2 separate regions of the Acanthopagrus latus genome follow, and region 1 is linked to region 2. A link is a contact called in public Hi-C data. All regions are on one chromosome and are shown on one strand. Each heading gives the region's core, a stretch centred on a gene start, on an enhancer-like site or on the middle of the called end of the contact. The rest is flanking DNA. Distances are from core to core; before and after follow the strand shown. Region 1 holds the start of LOC119009621 (NHL repeat-containing protein 3-like). Region 2 holds the start of bms1 (ribosome biogenesis protein BMS1 homolog).

Region 1 (5,208 bases), core at 2,468-4,967, 160 kb after region 2:
CTAACCTCACCTATGGCCATGAACAGAAAGAATAAGATCCCGGATACAAGGGGCCGAAATTATTTTTTTCCACAGGGTGGCGGGGCACTCCCTTAGAGATAGGGTGCGGGGCTCTGTCACCCGGGAGGAGCTCGGAGTAGAGCCGCTGCTCCTCCACATTGAGAGAAGCCAGCTGAGGTGGCTTGGGCATCTGTATCGGATGCCCCAGGGATGCCTCCCTCGGGAGGTGTTTCTGGCATATCCCACTGGGAGGAGATTCCAAGGAAGACATTCATATATAGCTTATGAATTTTTCAGGAGTGCAACAATCTTTCCATTCCTTCCGGAGGGAGTTTTTTGTTTTCTGTCACTGTGCTGAAGGACTGCTGAAAGCACACTTCCTCCTGAATCCCCTGGTTTATTATAACTTGGTCTTTTTTCTATAGACCCTGCACAGTAACTGATAGTGGCAACACACTATGAAAAAGTAATTCAACTATTACCATAAAATTATCAAAATACAGGTGATTCTGTTAAACAGAAAACGTACTGCAAGATCATATGATATGTCAGGCAAAATCATCATCAAGCAACTCAGATCAAACAGTAACAATCAAATCAAATACGAAACACACCTCTGCAAGAGTAATCATACAAATGACTTTAAGAACTGCCATAAACTAGCAAAAAGCACAGTTTAACAGAGTTTAAAAAGTGTCTGCAGTGAAAAAAGGAAACACCTCAAGGTTTCAAGCAGTGCAAAGTCAAATAAACAAATAATATGACAAATGAATATGGCACAGAACTTCGGTGACACCAACAACAAAAACAACTCCTATAATGTTCTTTAAGATTATTGATACAATTATTGATAACAGTGTATAGACAACATGTTAGCAACAACATGATGCCCCCATCTATCCATTTCAAAGTCATTGATATTCAGTGACATCAATGACTTTCCTAAACCATTGAAGTGCTCTGTTAAATTCCATTGCAATACTGAATATTTAATACGATTCCCCCTTTTTTTTTTGAGTCAGCAGAAACCCTGTCTAAAAGAAATGCATTTATATATTACTCAATGGGCTTGCCAGGCAACGGATTTCTGTACGAGACTTCTCCTCAGACGAGATTTGTCATTATGTCATTATTTCATCGCTGTTGTTTGTGTCAAGGTGTCGGAGTAATACCCTGAGCCCATCAGTGGCACCAACAACACTGGTAGTGGTGGTAACTTTGACAGCCGCAGTTGCCCAGAGGGATTCATTTGCAGCTGTGTTGTGGCTACCAGCTGAGGTGATGAACGGACCAATTCCTAAACTTTTGGGGAATAAAAATATTTACATAATGAAGCGTGTCAATATAAGGCCCAGATTTACAAAATTCAAATTAAAAATAAAAATAATTATAATGTAAGAAAACAATAGAAACACATCATCACTTGTGGATGTTTAGAAGTTAGATTGCATTAGATTACATTTTGGTTAAAATATATCTGCTGTTTGTAAACTAGTCATATGAAAATGAAATATCCTTGCGACAGGGCTGTCAAGGAAAAACATTTTTCTTTTGTACTGTTTTCTTGTTCATATGACTGTAAAATACATAACACACGTGCACATTTCATATCAATTTGGAAATAATTGGTGATGCTTTTGTTATGACAGTTTGTGATCAATGATGCCATTTAAATTCTTCAGTTAAAGATTTATAAGGAAACTCCCACCAAGACTGAAGGGGGTAAACTTCTGGGCCTGCTGAGCTTGAATCTCAGCCACATACAGGGCCCCTGTTTTCAGGTCCAGGTCTACAAGGTGGGGCTTCACTTCATCAGCCAGCTGGATCACACTCACCACTCTGCACTGGCCAATCAAACCCACCGGTGGGGCATCCAGGAGCGTAATCTGATTGGTGTTGAGCTGGACAACAACAAAGTACTTCTTGTCTGGGGTCAGGCGGACAGAGTAAGGCGCATCCTCAGTGAAGCAGCTTCCCCATGTCCCCAGCCAGTCCCCGGTGATGGAGTTAAAAACCTGGATCCTCTTATTCCCCCTGTCGGCCACCCACACCCTCTGGGCGTTGTCCACGGTCACGCTGTGGGGGATGTAGAACTGAGCCAGGCCTTGTCCTTTCTCTCCATGCATCCACAACACCTCCTGCTCTTTGGACAGCTTGATGAGGTGGTTGTTCATCCCACCATCACCATCCACGATGTACATCTCTCCAGAGTCATGGACAAAGATCTCAGCTGGCTGGTCAAACTGCAGAGGGTTCAACCCAGAGCCTGGTTTTCCTGGTGTACCAAGCACCTGACAAATACAAGACACATTCAACAACAAGCAACTTTTGGCTTGTCTCATTCAGTGAACAACCTTAAGTACTTGAATGGAAACCAAGCTTGTGGAATCTGAACCAAAGATCTGTAGTCTTAGATAGAGTCATCACCTGCAGGAGGCTCCCAGAAGGCGAGTACTGTTTGATGCAATGGCCATATGGACCGTTACCCACATCTGTGATCCACACAGTGGGGTTTGATGTGGCAGCATCTGCTAGAAATATCCCATGAGGCATCTCTAGGGTGGTTGTGTTCCAGGACATGAGGAAATCTCCATCAGTGGTAAACACCAGGACCTTGGGCACATTGTCACCTAGGAGCAAAGCAAAGGCAAACACACAAGGCAGCACATTTTATAGTGATTTGATTTTGTTAAAGTCTGTTTTTACTGCATTCCTATGACTGTGGCCACGAGAAATAACAAAAGAATAGGGAAGGAAAGCAAATCATATGCAAAATACAGCTGCAAGTGGTTGTTAATGTGGTTCCAGTACAATGCACAGTTTTAGAGGAGACAAGAGCTTGATAAGCTTGAAGAGTAGGCAAGGACATGATCAGGACCTGGAACTAAACCATCTGACTCAGGTGAGGTGATTTAAACTGTGAGCCAGGTCTGTGACACGCTTGCATTGTGTACCTGCTCAAATCATGAGGGAACAAAATTACACAATCAGCAGCAACATGATGATTTGTTCTTACGGTGCTGCTACGACAACACCTATCTGCCTAATGGCACCAAATGTATTATTGGGTTTCAACACAAAATGAAAGTTTCTTGTAGCTGCTTTAAATTCCTAACAGCATCACCCCTGCACTCGATGTGCAGGTGTACAGATCTCTCATTTACACATCACAATCCGTAAACACGGGGATCAGGCTTAAATAGCATGTTTACCTCTCTGTGCCACATACACCACACCAGCATACTGGTTGACAGCCACTCCAAACACCTCCCCGGTGAACAGCTCTGGGTTCTTGGGCCAGCTCAGGTCCAGTTTGTACAGGGGTCTACCCATCAGCTGGTAGTCGTGTCTGAGGCTGTGGCTGCCTGGCTTCTGGGTGCTGATGGTACCGTACAGCACCATCATGAGCAGAAGTAATGAGACCATACTGGATACTATCAAACAGGTATGGCCTCTCTTTTTCAACAACATGCGTGGTTCGCTGCAGGCTGGTTTTGGTCTGATACCCTAGTTCGGTTCCGTTAGCTCTGGATCTGTAGAAGTATTTAACAGCGCATGTCAGGTCGCTGGCTGAAATAATCTCACCTTTGGAACACAGGTGAGTCGTTACTACGTTACTGTGCTACCAGTAATTTTACCCACATTGCAGAGCTAATGGCCTCGTTCAGTGAATGTTCACTTCCTTAAGTCTAAACGAAAATAAAAGTCTCATCAAGCACCACAGATTAACAACGAGTGTTTCCGTTCACACTATCACAATAATACTAAGAAAAAGGGATATACAGACTTTCTGCCTGATGCTCTATTGTGTGGGTTAAAGGACCAGCGAGAGGTCAGATCAATATGTGAATGAATATATGTAAGACTGAGTCCAAAGTTGTGTTACATGGACCACAGCTTGCGACAAATTCAACCCTATTATTTTAAGGCTTTTAATTTCAGGACGAGCTTTGACAACATCCGGTAACTTGACGTCGCTGACAGTTAGCTGCTCCTACGTCACAACGTGATGACGCAGCGCGATTGTGGAGAAGACTGGGCTTCACTCTCACAATATACTTGAAATTATTTTTCAACATTTTTTTTTTCATCACAGTGCGAATGACAGTCCGAGAGGGACACAGACACCTTTCATGTAGTGTAAGCCTTCGAAGAATCGACTCATGGAGGTGGTGGACAGCCCGCTCAATCTTGTAAGTTGGACTGTTGGTGTTGCAATAACAGGCTAACGTTGCTGTAGCTAGAAGGCTGAAGAGGTAAGCTATATTAGCTAGCTCCCACAGTAAGTTAGCAGCTAACCGCCCTGTTATTTGCGATGAACGTGTTGTTGTCCGGTAGCTTGGACATGCTAAATATGATAGATTTTGAATTTGTCTTCGACAGAGAGCAATACGTTTTATGGTGATTTATAATGCTGGCAAACTTGATAGTGTTGTTGTGGCTGTGTCATGTTGAGAGTTAACGAAGTGTTAACAGCGAGATGTGAACGTGTTACTAACGTTAGTTAACTTGTTTACGAGGCCGTTTGATAATAATTAGCTGTTAGCAGCTCATTTTGAAATGCCTCAACACACTAACGTACACTGTCAGCAAACACAGTGTACCAAACCCAACTCGGGGTATGATTAAGTTTCATTTATTCATCAGTCACTAAACTTACTCCTTTGTGTTAATGAGGGACATTGGCAGTGGATTTTGAACTGATACCGTAATTTTAGCCGACATGACAATAAAGAAGGCGAAAATAAAGGGTAGCTATTGGTGAGGTATGACATGCAACAAAGATCTCAGTATTCAAATTTTCTGAAATTCGGAATTTCGGGTTTTCATAAGCTGTAAGATATAATTATCAAAGTTATAACAAATAAAGGCTTGATGTATCTCACTTTGCATGTAATTAGTCTATATAATATATCAATTTCACCTTTTAAGTTGAATTATTTAAATAAAATAAGTTTTGCATGATATTCTAATTTTTCGAGCGTCACATGTATGGTATGTCTGTGAACCATTTGGGCACCAAGAGACCAAAAATATATGCATTTCTTTTCTCCAGATGGCTGGTAGAGTCTTTGAGGAGACATTTTACAAAAACAAACAAACAAAAATTAACAAAAAGACTGAAGAAATCTCTTGGATGACAGGTGAAACAACTCCCAAGAAACCAAAACAAGTCAAGTTGTCTACGATACAGCACTTTGAATTACC
Region 2 (5,408 bases), core at 330-2,829:
GGTAGTGACTATTAAATATCCTGCCTCTGTTACATAACCAGTGTTAATTATCACATCTGAGGAATCTTTGCAAAAGATGTGCCTTCATGAAATATCAATATACAAAATGTTTCACTCCCTTATATTGGTTTCAGCATCAGACTAACCTGTGGAAGGTCTTGGCCATGCGTACAGCGGACTGAACCGCAAACGCTTTGGGATTGCGTTTCCGTTCATCATCTTCTGTGGAGCCTCCCTGCCTCTTCAGTTTCTTCTTCTCAACCTTTGGCCCGCTGTGCTTCTGCTGATGTCGCTTTTGTTCCTTCACTTTTCTGTCCATCCTGTCGACTACAGCACAAAAACTGTGGGTAGACCCCAAGTAAAAATACAGTTACTGGGACTTTCCAGCACTGAACTGTGCTAGCATGGAAGAGCTTCATATCACATTCAAAACTAAAGTTAGTGACCTTCCACACCTGGTTGTCAGTGTCAGTGCAGAGAGATAATTGAAATGATGGTGGTGTTTGGACGATTTCAAAAACCCGGAAAATACAACACCTAAAAGTGTTATAGGGATTTAATTTGCCTAAACACTTTAAAATAGTGTCAAAATCAAAAAAAAATTCAGGTTGTACTGGCTGGTTTTGAATCATTTCCTCAGAGGGTAGTCTATTCTTAAGCCACTCAATAAATTAATACACTTACACAATAAATCAGTTACACACAGAATAAAATCAATGACACACAACTGATGTAGAGACAGTAAAGGAATATTCTACTCTATTCTATTCTGCACAACAGTATACACAGTCGCATCCTAACACACTCTTTTCTTTATAATGTACTCACAGTAGTAATTGCCAATACTTAATCAATGCAATCCACACATTCCAGGAACAAACAGGGAAGTAGAGTAGAGAAATAAGTATTTTTGACTGGCATGTTACAGCCAGGCCTTTGGTTTCACTAAAACACAAGCGGTTTAATGTCCACTTTAGCATTCAATTTGCTGTACTGTACTCTAAATAGCTCATTTAAAAAGAAAGAACGATGATCAGATATGTATTTCAGCTAAGCAGTGAGGGGCCATAAAGAAACAAGCTAGAGACTGTTTACAACATCATGTTTGTGTCTCTGCCTGGATGAATTGAAGCTAGCTAGCACATTACGGTTCCCTCATGACAGCTAGCTTACACACGTGTTAAATATTCTCAAAAACACAAAGTACGAGTCGTAATACCTGAAATTAACTCACTTCTAGTCTGGTCCCAGTCAGAGCCCGTTTTCTTCAGGACTCACGTGTGTATCATGACCTCCGGCCAGGAAGAGTTACGGAGGGGTCACTTCGTAAGGGAGACGAGTGGAAACAACATTCTATGATACGGTTCCGCAAGAGTATGAGGCTAAGGCACTCTACTGACTACAAACCCTGTACAGTGTCGCTTTCTGCCTGTCGAGTGGTGAAAAAGTCATTAAGTTTCTCCGGTGGAACGAAAATAGTTGAGAGTAGAGTGCAGCACACTAGTCACACTAATAATTATTTGAGCCCGAGCAGGTCTCGACCTTTTGTCGCAAATGCTCTTCTTCTTCTTCTTCTTCTTCTTCTTCTTCTTCTTCTTCTTCTTCTTCTTCTTCTTCTTCTGGATCTTCTTCTTCTTCTTCTGGAATTCCGCCAGTACACGATTTTGAATATAGGGCCCAGTTTTTCAAAAAAGTGAGGTACACAGAGAAAGTGAAAATATACAATACTAAAAATTCACCAAATACAACACAAGATCAATGATTGTTGAAATTTTGACTGATTTAGATAAATAAATCACTCTTCAGCATTGGTCTTGTGTTGTCATGTCATTGTCCGTAACCACTTATCCCTCTCCATGGGGTCACGGGGGTGTTGCTGCTGGAGCCAATCCCAGCCTTGTCTCAGGGCGAGGGCAGGGTACTCCCTGGACAAGTCGCCAGCTCATCGCAGGGCCCTCACTGATGAGCAATGTGGGGTTCAGTATCTTGCTCAAAGACACTTAGACATGCAGCCCAGCCTTGCCCGGAGCCAGGATTTGAACTAGCGACCTTTTGATCACTAGTCGACCTGCTCTACCTGCTGAGCTACAGCCGCCCAGTCTTGTGTTGTATTTGGTGAATTTTTAGTATTGTATATTTTCACTTTCTCTGTGTACTTCACTTACATTACTCAAATAACTGAGGAGTAGAATTGCTAAAAGTGTTTTAGGTTAAGCACAGCAGTGTGTAACTGGTTCAGCCAGAATTTAGTCATATGGTAACAAAATATCATTTTTATAAAGTAGTGTATAGTTTTTACAATAGTGTTTCATTTCGCAAAGGATGTGAGGTGTTCTGCTAATTGTGTGTATGGTTGTGCTAATTGTGTGTAGTGTTTTGAAAAGCCGGGCCCTATATTCAAAATCGTGCTTGATCAATTGAAAAAAACTGTAATACTGCCCTCCCAAAGGAGTCCGATTTTCCCCTAATGCAAAGATACCTCGAAAGGAAATCACAGACAGACCCAGACCATACAGGTCTATAAACATCTGTCATCTCTGACTGGAATATATGTTACAAGAAAAAAGCACATGCATCACTGTCTCCAATTCTCCACACTCACACAACCCATTCTAATGTTTACCTATGACTTTTAAGCAACTTGCTAGCAATGCCCCAGCCTCAGCCTAGTAAAAACAACTTCATCCTTCCGCCCAAACATACTTCTCCAATTTTTACACTTTACTGATGATTGCAAAGAAAAATAATGCCTTCCCCTCTGCTCCTGGTTCCACTCATTCTGCCACTGTAACTCAAGTTTTTCATTACAGATACTTACACATTCACTCTTACCCATCATGACATTCAAATCTATGTTTTCTTTAGACAATGACTCTCTAGCCAACTTCATTTCCCTCTACCCCGAAGTGTCCAGGCACCCACATAAAACACACATGGCACCCTAGACTCTCAATTCTTAAGAGACAACACAGAATCTCCATTACCACATCTGGGTGGGCACTAGAGGAACCTACTTCTAGAGCCACCAAAGCGACAGTAGAATCTGAACAAATAACATTGTTCTGAGCCTTACTTTGCTCTATCCACTCCAAAGCTTTTAAAATTGCCAACAGTTAAGCTGAAAATACAGATAAATTGTCTGATAAGCGAATGCTGAATTGAAGATTCTCATCTGCAATAAAAATCCCAGCCCCTGTTGTCCCTGAGACAGGATCCTTTGATCCATCAGTACAAATTTTCATGAATTTTTCACAAGATCATTCTCACATCTCTACACTGATTATTTCTCTCTTCTTGGAGGAGAGACTTTTTCACTGCCTGGACATACCCCAAAACTCACGGAACTTGGAATATATGTCACACCTGCCGAAAATTTCTATTTTAATTAAGTCTTCAATTTCCACCACTAGGTGACGCTATAATCAAGAAAAGTGCGTTTTGGCTTATAACTCCAATATACTTTGTCGCACATTCAAAAACCTTATATGTAGCCTTCACCGAATTGTGCCGAGTCTCGTGATATAGGCCACACCCATTTCCGCCTACTGTTTTCTTCCGCAAATTCACAAAATGTGGCAAACTTACTTTTTCGAACTCCTCCCAAGCGATTTAACTGATTTGCACCAAACTTTGCACACAGCATCTGTGGACTCTCCAGACAAAAACTTATTGAAGTAATTTTGATATTCCTAAAAATAAAAACTGTCACCAGTCTGGCACTGGTAGAAGTCTAATTAAATATTTGCCACTCTGCCCACACCATAACTATTATGTCAATGGAATGTGTGGTATAGACTGGCTATCTATGTGTTGGTGCAGTCCATTTTGATGCTCCGCCATAAAACCATCAAGTCATTATAACTTTCACATAAAATTTGCCATCTACTCCAAATTGCTAAAACATGTACAGGGTGGGTGTTGCCCTGAATACGTCTACATGGCACACGCGTGGACTGTGAGGGAGTGTTCATCGCTGCTTGCAGGTTTAATTTAATCCTGTTTTTAAAGACAGCAACGTGGAGGGCTGTGGTCTCATAAACTGTTCAGGAGCCAGAGGTGTTACACAGAGAGAATGATCAATGAGAAACTAATGAAAGCACAGAAGTTTATTGATTCTCTGAAACAGAATTAGAGAACATATGTCAAACTGTTTCCCCCTGTATATAAGGTTATTTACTTAGGTTATTGTTTTTTTTTTTATCTTCAAGTTTTTGTTTAATACAAAATGCATATACTTTAAGAACTTATCAATATTATTTATGAGATGTTTATATTTTTAACAACCATAGATTATTATTATTATTATTATTATTATTATTATTATTATTATTATTATTATTATCATTATTATTATTACTACTATTACTACTACTACTACTATTACTACTACTACTACAACTATTACTACTACTAGTAGTAGTAATAGTAGTACGACTACACCATCAGACCTCAATGACTACCGACCAGTGGCCCTCACACGTTACGTGATGAAGGTGCTGGAGAGACTGGTCTTGGCCCACCTGAGGCCGCAATTGAGAGCCCTGCTAGACCCTCTGCAATTTGCTTACCAGCCCCACTTGGGAGTTGATGACGCTGTCATCTATCTGCTGCAAGCCCATTCACATCTGGATGGTGGAGGAGGCACTGTGAGAATCACATTCTTTGATTTCTCCAGTGCTTTTAACACCATTCAGCCACTGTTACTAGGGGAGAAGCTGCGGGTGATGGGTGTCGACGACACAATGATCTCCTGGATTACTGACCACCTCACAAGCAGGCCACAGTTTGTCCGTATGGGCAGAGTTCTGTCTGATGTGGTGGTTAGTGATACAGGAGCTCCACAGGGGACTGTACTGTCTCCTTTCCTGTTCACCTTATACACCACTGTGCCACACACATTCTTTACAATTAAAGCACGGATAACATCTATTTCGCTCACAGTAACAGCACATAACTTGATTCAATTACCAGAGGTGCAGTAGAGATTTGGTACCACTAGATGGTACTACATTCAAGAGAGATGAAAAATGCATATGTGACAAAGGACATCCTCCTTCATCCTCCTTCATCTCTAGTCCTACAACCATGATACCAAAAACTGCGTAAACAGAACCAAATGTGATAATTTATTAATAGTTTTCCTTTTTGACATACTAGACATAAATTCAATTGAAAACAGATAACAGACAATGTAATTATTGTTTTACTTCATCAATTTCATTGCTTTTTGTAAATATATGCTTCTTCTGAAGTTGATGGCAGCGACACATTTTAATTTGAGGGACACTTTTTTAAACTCATGAATGTAGAAAAGATATTACTACATGGACTCAGGAACACTTTGTTAAACTGTTGTCAGTAAACATAGTTCATATCCTTCGTTCTGATTCATTAACTTTTTACACAGC

What was found. A called contact is a pair of places that touch in the nucleus more often than the background predicts.
Region 1: a Hi-C map of muscle shows a contact between it and region 2, with 6 times the contacts expected there. The contact joins the promoter of LOC119009621 here to the promoter of bms1 in region 2. A contact is called at or near these places in 2 of 4 Hi-C or Micro-C datasets (liver and muscle).

Annotation. Positions count from the first base shown.
Region 1 is chr20:359,809-365,016 of fAcaLat1.1, forward strand. LOC119009621 (NHL repeat-containing protein 3-like) reads right to left here and starts at 3,718. Exons shown (of 3, transcript XM_037081056.1): 1 at 3,213-3,718; 2 at 2,428-2,630; 3 at 621-2,291. The coding sequence starts at 3,471. The coding sequence ends at 1,683. nrbf2b (nuclear receptor-binding factor 2b) reads left to right here and starts at 3,987. Exons shown (of 4, transcript XM_037081057.1): 1 at 3,987-4,193. The coding sequence starts at 4,164.
Region 2 is chr20:204,374-209,781 of fAcaLat1.1, forward strand. It overlaps bms1 (ribosome biogenesis protein BMS1 homolog), which reads right to left and starts at 1,580. Exons shown (of 23, transcript XM_037081792.1): 1 at 1,235-1,580; 2 at 147-341. The coding sequence starts at 319.